Linked DNA regions of Hordeum vulgare: region 1 is linked to region 2. Evidence: chromatin contacts called from public Hi-C data. All regions are on one chromosome and are shown on one strand. Each heading gives the region's core, a stretch centred on a gene start, on an enhancer-like site or on the middle of the called end of the contact. The rest is flanking DNA. Distances are from core to core; before and after follow the strand shown.

Region 1 (5,842 bases), core at 2,227-4,726, 410 kb after region 2:
GGGTTCTCTAGTGGTGGAGTTTTTGCACCTAATGCATCAAACCTCATTTTGACCAAGGCCTCAATGGAAGCATCATACTCCTCTTTCTGCTTAGCACGGGTTAGTTCCAGATCCTTGGAAGTGAAGGATCTCCTTTCATCCGTAGATGAAGACCCCCTCTCAAGAGGAAGTGTAATCAGAGGGTTCTCATCCTTATCCATCTCGCTCTAGGGCGGTTGAGCCACACGATTAGAGCACGAGGCTCTGATACTAATTGAAAAGGATCGAGATGGACCTAGAGGGGCGGAGTGAATACGTACAATTACAAATTTTAATTGATACTTAGCAATTTTAGACAATATTGCGGGATATGAAAATTAGCCCATCAATTGCTAAGGCGATGGTTGTGCTATCTGTACTAAATAAAGCAACAATTAATTAGATAGGCAATCACAAATAATACAACTAGGTCCACAAGGACAAGTAACCACGAGTAGGGAGTTAGGGTTAGGAATAACCACAGCTCCGAGAGACGAGGATGTATGCCGATGTTCACTTCCTTGGAGGGAAGCTACATCACTATTTAGAGAGGTGGATGTTACCACGAAGGCACACCAATGCCACGAAGGCTCACCATATTCTCTCCTTGAGACAACACCACGAAGGCGTTTCTCAACCACTAGTGGTAGACCTTGGGGTGGTCTCCAAACCCTCACAAACTTTCCGGGGTAATCACAATGAACGGTTCCTTGCCGGAGTACTCCTACCGCCTAGGAGTCTCCAACCTCCAAGAGTAACAAGATCCAAAGGGAAAAGCTCAATACTTTCTCAAATCAGGATTTGCTTTGGTCACAAGAAGAGGAAGTAGTGGATATTTCTTTTGATTGGAACAACTATCTCAAACTCACAAAGATCGACTCGGGATCTACGATTTCATGGGGGGGGCAGGAAAGAGGGAGCACTTGTGTTCTTTGGGTGTATTTGAGTGTAGTGGTCTAGTGAATCCCGAAGAGGTAAGGGGCTTTATATACTTCCAACAGATAGAGACGTTTGCCTAGAAGTTAACCTGCCCGGATGATCTGGACCAGCATCCAGATGATCTGGGATCACGAAAGAAATGCCGTGAAAGTGGTGTTGTGAGGTGCCCGGATGATCCGGGAGCATGCCCGGATGATCCGGGTGATGCCCGGATGGACCGAACGACCGTACGGATGATCCAGTTACACTAGAAGTTGTATAGTATTGGGTTGGCACTTAGCCAGATGATCCGGGACCTCGTCCGGATGATCCGGCTAGGCTATAAGTGTTCTCGTATATGGTTGGCATTTAGCCGGATTATCTGGGACTTTGTACGGATGATCCGGGCTTTGTCCGGATGATCCGGGACCTGGTCCATATGATCCTGCTAGCTACCAATATTTGAAACATAAATCATGTACGGTCTGGCTAAGTAGTTTTCCTAGGGATATTTGGTCTTTGTGGACCATTTAGTGAGACAACATATGCCACGAGATGATGACCAAATGGGTGATGTGTCACCATGATGCAGCTGTTTGCAGGTTGGCTTCGGTGATGGAGCTCTACGATGAAGTCGGAGTCCCCTGTTCGGGGGCAAACGGTGATGACGATGACACTTGCGACTCCTCAGCAGATGTTTTTCTTTGCAGCTCTCTGTTCCATGTCGATGGCGAGGTTGGCCGGTAGTACCCATGTCATTTGGGTTGGATTGTATCGGTTTTAGCATGGTTTTCTATTAATTAACCGAACCATTCTCTTTTTCTTAAACAATGAAAATGGCAAGCATTTTCCATCAGTTGAAAAATAATAACACAAATACTAAAACTAAGGGGGCTGCTATGCATCCACTAAACATCCGCCACCTGGATGACCGTCCGATCTACGCGCACAACCATCAGATCCGCGCGTGCGGGCACCCAGTAATTCCTGAAACGACGGTCGAGTTGCAGAAACAATCGCTTTGTTGTGAAAAAATAAACTTTGGACCCATTAGTTCCTAAAACAACGGTCGAGTTCCAAAAACAATCGCTTTGTTGCAGATTTTTTTTCTTCGTCTTTCTGCAACACACGTGTTGTTGCCGGAGAAATTTTTGCGACACAGGTCATGTTGCAGAAAACTTTTGCAATAAATGGTCATGTTGCAGAAATTTTTGCAACCGTTTGTGGTGCGGAGGGCCAACGAGCGTCGGGGGCGAGCGGTTGGCGGTGTGGGGGTGGGGGAGGGCCGACCGACATCGGGGGCGAGCGGCTGGTGGCGCGGGGGATGGGGGGAGGGTGGGGGGAGTGGAGGGCCGGCCGGCATCGGGGGCGGAGGGGCTGCGGCAGGAGCGGTTGGCAGCGGTGTGCGAAGGGCCGACCAGCGTCGGGGGCTAGCGGCTGGCGGCGCGGGGGTGGGGGGGAGGGAAGGGTCGGCCGCATTGGGGACGGAGGGGCTGCGGCGGGAGCGGCTGGTAGCGGGGGGCGAAGGGCCGGCCGGCATCGGGGCGAGCGTCCGACATCGGGGGCGTAGGGAAGGGCCGGCCGGCATCTGGGGCGTAGGGGCGAGCAAAGGAGAGCGGGACGGCACGGATCCGGCGGCGTGGGGCACCGGTCGTGAGCGGCTAAGCAACTCCATGGCACGTGGCAATGGGGACTCGCCGAGAACGGGCGGAGGAGAAGGGGACGGAGGTGAGGAACCCCAGCTTCAGGACCGTTTCGTGAAATAATGCTCGAGTTTCAGGAAACGGTCGCAGCTAGGTCAGTGGACACGGGCATGATTTCATCTGTCAGGTCGAGGCGAAATCAACGGACGAACGGGTGGCGAATAGATTGCACGGATCAACCGATGAAGGTAAGAGTTTTTCTAAATGAAAGTTTAAATTTTTATTGTTTATCACAAGCTTAAATGAACTCGCAAGCAGACTATGACTTTCAGTTGCCACCGCACTACTAGGCCACACCCTAAAAGCACGTATGCGTGCATTACACGGATATTTTGACTATAGGGTTTAGAGTATAGGGTTATCGTGCATTACAGGGATATTTTGACTATAAGGTTGCTCTGGTTATCTAATCTTCTAAATTATAGCTTTAAAAAATATCTTTAAAAACAATATTTAAATATGAATTGAACAATATAATTTATAATGACATTGATTAACAGTTTACTAGTCAGATTCATAAGGAAATTTTAAATAAAAATATACGATGGGACTGATAATCCGGACCACGGTAGTAGTAGCTGTATAACGCTGGCGGTCAAGCGATAGCTGCAACTCCCGAGGCACAGGGAGTCACAACTGATCCGACACGTGCATCATGTCCGTCCACACCTGTTAACACCACAGTTTACGCCCGGAAGCTTCGCGCCAGCGCCACACGGAAACGTTGAGCTGCGCACGGCCATGCACGATGCGCCGTACTCTGCTCTCTCACGCGTTCTCTTGTGACTCATGCCACTCCTGTCCCCCACCAGATCTAAGCCCTACTTTGCTTGCTGGTATAAATAACACAAGATGCATGTAGCTGCAGACAAGCAGAGACGAGCTCGATCGTCCAGCTAGCATCGGCGACACTCAACAGCCGCGTCGATCGATCGGAGCTGCACGGGACGCAAGCTAGCTAGCGCGAGCCGGTGGTTGCGTTGTACACTGACATCAGCGATCCATGCATCTGCTCCACGGGTCTTCTATAATGATCGGTGGCAGCTGCGGCGGTAGAGCTCTCCGGCGAGTCGACAGCTCCCCGAAGCCGTCGCTGTGCCGGAGCGACGCCATGAAGAAGAAGAGGAGCAAGAGGTCCAGACTCTCCGCCGCGCTGCGGGAGCTCAGGCTGGCGGCCAAGGCGAGGGACAAGGAAGGGCTCCTTCAGATCCTCGTCACCGGACACCGCACTAGCCGCGGAGGATCCGGCAACAACGAGCGCACCGGCGGAGCATCGACGAAGCGCAGTGTGGCTGGCATGGGCGACGACCAGCGCGCGACACTGCGGTGGCAGGGAGGCGGCGTCGATGCAGCCGGGCGTGCCGATGGTCCTCTTCTTGAGTTGGGGAGACCAATAGCAACCGGGGAAGCCGCCGGCGGCGGCCGTCGTTGGCCGAGCTGGGCGCTCGCAGTGGCGCTTGTGCTCGTCCTGGCGTGCGTAGTAGCGCTTGGGACGTCGCCGGCCATCTGTTGCTGCACCTGCGCGGCCTGGTTGTGCGGCGGCTGCGGCGCGCATGAGCATGCATCTGACCGGCGGCGGGGCGGCTCCTGCCGTGGCAGCGTTAGAGTAGTCCGACCACAAGCCGGTAGTACACTGTATCATGGAGAGGTCGCCAGTGGGTGAACTGTATGAATTTTTGTCGAATGGATGAGTTTTGCACATCATTTTTTCTATGGGAGAATATCACATTAAAATCAGCGTTCGGTGAAAACCACGACAAATCAAAAATTTAAAGTTACAAAAAAATCTACTCCCTCCATCTCACTTTATAAGTCCGCTACGTGTACCTAGCTAGGTCATTAATTTGACCAACTTAATGATAAACATATATTATAAAAAATATATGGAAGTGATCTGCTCCGGCGCGCAGGCCCAAACTTTCGGCCGGTCGCGCGTGGGCCGCAGGATCCACCAACCCCCGCACGTCCGCACCGTTGGATCCGCATGCAACATTTTTTCTCCTATGCAACAAAATTTTGATGCGATGTATCAATTTTTTCAACTGTTGCAAAAAAAAATTGTAGCAAAAAAATATCTACGTGATCGTAGCAAAAAAACGAAGCTGATGATACGTGGTAACAAAAGTCAAAAATCGGTTATAGCAAATATTTAAGTGACGTGTATGCAACTTTTTTAATGAACGATTGCAGCAAAACATGATGCCGGTTGTAGCAAAAAATAACACGGTTGTAGCAAAAGTAAAAAACATCGATTGTAACGAAAAATCTGACGAACTGAAGTTGCACCCAAACATATACGCAATTTTTTTACTGGGACAAAAAATAGTAAAAAAATGCTTACAGCAAAAATGACACTGGTTGTAATAAATTTGGACGAAAAATGTTGCATCCATTGACCAGCGAAATGCGCAGATTGAAAAAATGTTTGTAAGGGCCCGCGCGCGTGAGGGACGACCGGCGCGTCGGTTCGGCCGTCGCGCGGGTAGGAAACGGTTCCAAAAATATATCATTAAAAACTTTAGGTGTTTTATTTTCTAATAATATATTTTTTATATTAAACAATAAAATTTATATAAATCAAATTGACTACGTACGTGCGTAGGTGTCTTCTATGAGGTAGTAAAAACGATGTACAAGATGTTAAGAGGGTCATGTACCATACAAAGATTCGAATGCAAACAATAAAAAATCAACATTGTGCGCAATCTGCATCTCAAACGCCCACTAATCGAACCTTAAATTATCGTTTTCACTACCACTACCACTACCGGATACCTCAACAGCTCAACTACAGGTCCCCGCATCCATACAATTAAGGATCCAGGGCCGCGAACCAACAATCCTAGGTGTAATTAGTTACTTCTTTAAGAAAAAGCTACTACCTTCGTCACAGTTTTAAAAACACAATTAAATTTACGTGCATTTTCATACTAATAGATAAGATTTAGGCCCTCTTTCATTAAAAAGTCCTAGGACTTTTTCTAATTCCAACTAAAAAGTTCCTAGTCCCTATCCGTTTATTTTCAGGGACTAAACAGAGACTAGAGGTCATTAAATGACATATAAAAAGACCATGTTACCTCTAGTAATATACTAGAAGTTATTAAATGACATGCTAAAAGGAAGGGCATTGTTGGAAAAAAATGTCAAAATTTTTTAAAAAGTCCTTCCCGTAGGGACTTCTTCCTTTAGTACCAAATACC
Region 2 (5,381 bases), core at 195-2,694:
TGCACCCTCCATGGCAGCATTTGAAGCAGCTCTTGTGGTACATGGTGTTATTGACAGTAACCTGCAGAGTTGGTGCGGGTGTCATGATCAGAGCACTGTTATGTATGGAAACCAAAGAGGTATGAACAATACGTCCGCGTCGCCTTTTCTTATCATAAAAAAAGATGATGACTAATTGAATGCCCAACTTGGAAATGCAGCAGATGAATATGAATCCAGCAACATATTGTTAAGTAAAGGAAACTCCAGCTAAAAAGTAGTACGTCCAGAAGATAATAATGCAGATACTTAATTGAGACATAAGAGTAGAAGAAAATAATAGTACCCTCTCAATTGGATAGACTGTCTTGCTGCATCCAAAACATTTCTCTCTGGTGCCAGCAAATGCGCTCGAGACTTTAATAGCATTCTGCCAAGAAAACATCCATGATAAGCATCACCAAATGTAGCCCACAAAGAACAAAGGATCAATAATGCCGATTAGCTGCACGATTTTGTCAATATTCTCCTTATCAGTTTGCAAAACGTCATACATTTCTATTGAACTAAGTTCCCTATCTGTTGGGATCCGGCTTTGCACTCTCTTTCTTGTTAATGAATACATGGAGCTCTTTTGCATGGTTGGAAAAGAAAAGAAAATCTATGTATGTTTTGGACCATCTTGGGTGTGTGTGTTTTGGATCATCTTTGGAGAAACAAAATAAGTAGTAATGATCTACTACGCTCCGCAAAGAATAGAAAAATGTTAAGAGGGGATTAGTGGATACCTCATTCCCAACATTCCTTTCTGGCTTGACAACCTTTGGAGTCCCTGAATCAACATTTCCCCATTACTTTCTGAAAGAATTGCAAAGGAATGCAGAGACGACATGTGCTAGTGGTAGTCCGTACCTTCGAAGCTCTTGTCGAGGCTCCCAGTCCTCTTGAAGAGCTGGTCAAAGTGAGGCCTGCAGTAGAGCACCCCTTCGAACGAGTTGTAATTCGCGAGCTGCGTGACAGAAGCATAAATTTTGTTTGTTGCACAGGTTGAACAAGAACCGATATCTGAAACCGAAGATATGAGGCAGGAGGAGTGAGGGGGAAGGGGAAGCAGCAGTAGTACCTTGAGGGTGCCCTTGCAGTGGTGGCACCTGAAGCAGGCCTTGTGGTAGACCCGGTTGTCGGCGGTGAGCTTGTCGACGAGGTACACCGTCTTGTCGCAGGCGTTGCACTTGGTCGTCGTCCCCTGGAACGAGGTCGCCATTGCCTCCCCCTCTCGATCTGCAAGCTGCTGCTCCGATAGACGGTTGATGGTGATGGTGAGTACCTCGCTCCCGACAAGCCTTAGCCTTGGGGTGAGTGATGATTATATGGTGGTAAATGGCGTGGCGCGGTTGGTGGTGGCTATTGCAGGGCAGGACAGCTTGGGCGAGACAGGGAATAATGTCGGGGGTGGCAGCGCCAGAACGAGGAGCGGAGTAGAGTAGTCAAGTGGGAATTGTAGCGACTCAAGGAAACGAAAAAAGGTGGAGGTGGTTGCGGGAATTTGCGGAGGGGCTAAGCAAAATCCACGTGCTGACTGGTGATGACGTTGGCTGCGACAGGAGAGTCGTCCACTTCCAACTTCCAGTGCCTATACCTACAAAAACTTACAAAGGTTTACTTAACCTTTCAAACTAACTCTTCTCTCCTCCTCTGATTTTCAATGGGGATGGGGCCCCTCATCCCTTAATTACCAATCACAATCTTACACATCAGTTTGTACGTAAAATCTTTACGTAAGCCTTTGTAGGTGTAGCATTACTCCTTCCAGTGAGGAGAAGTGAGAATGCAGTTGTGGTGGAAGGTAAATGCCAGCTGATTATCATTCCTGGGGATTTGAGGGAGCTAAAAGGCCACAATATTTTTTATTCTTGACATGTTCTCTCACTCTCCCTCTCTCTCTTTTTTTTAACATAGTCCAGACGCAAGCATTTATATACATGCGCATATACTTATCCCTATAAACGCACACACGCATACTTTATCCATATAAACACCTTTGAAAGATTAAACCGACATATCATCTTAAAATTTACGAAGTCGTCGTAGGGCCTCGTCGTCGACGAAAACTTCTTCCATTGAAAACATATCGCCGAAAATCTAAAATAAATTCAAAAATAATGCAACCATCAGAACTTAAACCCTCATGAGTTGAACATTTTTTAACCATCCAACCATAGATTGGTTTGCTTTCTCTCTCTTGTTAAGAGTAGTAATCTGTAACGACTAAGATGCGGTCCTTTTCGATTTAGGGAACGAGGCCCTAAAATGGAAAGAAGCGCATCTAAGCGTCTCGCAAGCACGATAACATAGCACATACATAATAATAGAATGACAAATAGGGATTCATCTGCCATCTCATAAATAATCTCAGAGTTTACATCCCGCATTTATTCAAACAAGGTAGTTCCGCTACGGACTACATAACATGAGAAAAGGCTATGCTACCCTGCATGCTTGCCCACGATCACGACCACGCCTCAGTCTTCTGAATAGGTCACGTACAAGCGGTCGTTCTCCTCATTGTACTGCCACGCCAGCTCCGTGCCGTCGAGATCACCTGTGTCGGGCGTACCTGTACCTGTTGGTGTGTTGAAGTAATCTGTGAGCCACGGGGACTTAGCAATCTATGACCTCGGTGCCAAAACTAGTCAAGTTATTAGGTAAGGAAGGTTCAGTGTATAGGTTGCAGCATCCTAAGCATTTATGGTGGCTAACTTACGTAGAACAAGTATTGAAGGTGGTCTATTCTAGCGGTCGATGATTAGCCGATCACTAAGTGATCCTGAACACCTACTTACGGCAATCATAACCCCACCGTGTTCCCGATCGAAGAGAGGTCTTCGAAGGGGACAGTCACGGTTACGCACATAGTTGGCAATTTTATTATATTAGGTTCAAGTTATCTATAACCGGATGTTAACAAATATTCCAAGTTGCCACATAACCGCGGGCACGACTTTCCGAAAGAATTAACCCTGCAGGGGTGCTCCAACTAGTCCATCACAAACGGTCACGGGCCGCAAAGTAATCCTCTATCACGAATCTCGTAATCTCATCGGATTCCTTAGAGGAAAAGCTCAACTCTGGGGAGAACCAAAGCTTCATCGGGATTCCTATACGCAAGATATATCGCTAAGGTAAGACAAGACTAGCAGGACCTCCCATCGTGTCGACGACCCCGATAAGAGTCGCGTATCTCAGTCTCAGGACACGACGGATGAGCGACGCGTACAGTGGCCTGATAGAAATCTCTCAAGTTGCCCTGAGTTGGCCCCGCACAGTGCTCTAGTTTGGACCAACACTCATGAGGAGCACTGGCCCGGGTTGTTGATTAATTCCTCGGGGTAGCTATTCCCTATGCAGATTATTATTAAGTGATTAAAAAATTAACACCAATGTTGGGTCATGCCGGACAAGTCTTAACACTACACGATTTATCAAGGGGTTCCCCATAACAACCCCGAACGTGTTAGGAGCGATTAGTTATGGAATCAAACACCGGTAGCCGGAAACTAAGGCGGCAATAACGGAACAAAACACCCGGAAAAAGGCTAGGCCTTTCGTTATTTACCAAGTATATAGGTGCATTAATTAAATAACAGATTTAACATAATGATATCAAGCTCATGTTATTACATGAGACAAATTCACCTGCAACTAGCAACGCTAACATTACTAGCTGAGCAAGCCTACTTAGCCATTCAATATTTGCTAGGAGGGGAAAGTGTTTGGGTTTTATGGCAATATCAGGAGGCAATTATTTCAATGGTATGCAGCGAGCATATGACGAAGAAACGTGAATCTAGCATAACAAGTCTAGAGATGGAATCAAGGTCATATCATCTTGCCTGTGATGTCCTCAGCTTGGAACTGTTCTTGTTCGTCCTGCACGTACTCTCCCGGATCCACGTACTCGCTCTCCGATCCCGGTGCTACCCAACATAAGAATATCACCCAATGAACAACAGCACCACAAGATGCAACAAGCACATAATGCATGAGATGAAAATGAACATGCATCTCTATTCTAGTCACTTGCACATGCATGAGAAGAAAATACAAGCTCCTGGACAAAACTGTACTCTAAGCTATCTTGACATGCATGAGGATGACATGAACAGATGCGTCACACAAAAATGATGCAAAAACATATAAAGATCGTTACGAATGGAGCTACGGATAAACCGAAACCAACGAAACAAGAAATGGACTCCTACATATCAAATCCATCACAACACACTCCAATGGCATACTTATGGTATTCCCAGGTTGCCAAATCACAAAACAACCAAGTATGGATGGGGTGGTGCAAGGAATATCACTACACCATCAACCATGCACTCACAAGCATAAAAACATCAAAACTATACAATCTGCCAAAAACAGCATCATAGCAGTTTGAGAGCTACATGCAAAGCACCTACAACCACCCAAATGTGCCAAATAGGATATGTGGCAGAAGCTATTCAAAAGCTCTACAAGCATGAGCAAAAGGATAATACAAAAAAGCTACACACAGAAAGATCTACATTTGCTAACTTGGACAAAAATATCAGCTTTCACGGACTTGGTGAAAATCTCAGATTCTCACTAGCTGTTTATGCTCTGAAGCATTTTGACAGCTCCCAAAACAATATCTACAGGAAGCCAAATGGAATGAAAATTGAGAGAGAGCTAGACAAACACAAAATCTACAACTTCCCAGTTGATTGCAGGAGCTGATTCCCAACACATGAACTTCTACAAGCACAACTACAAGGGAAGAAAATAACAGCAGCTTCTCAAACTTAGTGAAAACCACAGATTTTCACTAAACTGGAATTTTCAGCCACATGCCTACTTTGACTAGGAACAACTTGCACACATGAACTCCTAAGCATGAAAAAAAACCAACATGTTGTAGAGGGGTTCACCCTCTACTGCCCCAACAAGGAATCAACCTCTTGGGCTCATCACATCACATGGAACCAAGCTCTAAACATTGAACAAAATAGAAATATGACATTCCCAGAAAGTGTTCCAAAGTGGAATCTGAACCCACCATTGGATCCCTTGGATGATTCTACCCCCAAAACATATATAATACTTAGGCTCTTGCATAGAACAATTGGGCACTTCACATGAGGTGAATAGTGCATCATCACATGTGCTTCTCACTAGATTATCATCTACACATGCACTTGCATACTCTCACAAGTCCAATGGTGACATGAGGGTTTAGAACTCATGTATGTGTGCCATAGCACATCACCATTCATACACACATCCTCAAGCATACCCCACTCACATACATACACTTCATAACATGCATTCCTACACATCCATACATACTAGCTTGCTCATGTGCTCATCAAGGC

The links. A called contact is a pair of places that touch in the nucleus more often than the background predicts.
Region 1: a contact with region 2 is called in a Hi-C map of leaf, with 4 times the contacts expected there. The contact joins the promoter of LOC123397258 here to the promoter of LOC123400140 in region 2. A contact is called at or near these places in 5 of 6 Hi-C or Micro-C datasets (leaf, seedling and an unstated tissue) and 1 of 1 datasets of contacts at active chromatin or transcription factors (embryo).

The regions. Positions count from the first base shown.
Region 1 is chr5H:148,249,622-148,255,463 of MorexV3_pseudomolecules_assembly, forward strand. LOC123397258 reads left to right here and starts at 3,477. Exons shown (of 1, transcript XM_045091880.1): 1 at 3,477-4,346. The coding sequence starts at 3,643. The coding sequence ends at 4,302.
Region 2 is chr5H:147,837,981-147,843,361 of MorexV3_pseudomolecules_assembly, forward strand. It overlaps LOC123400140 (LIM domain-containing protein WLIM1), which reads right to left and starts at 1,445. Exons shown (of 5, transcript XM_045094559.1): 1 at 1,103-1,445; 2 at 892-988; 3 at 768-811; 4 at 326-409; 5 at 1-61. The coding sequence starts at 1,243.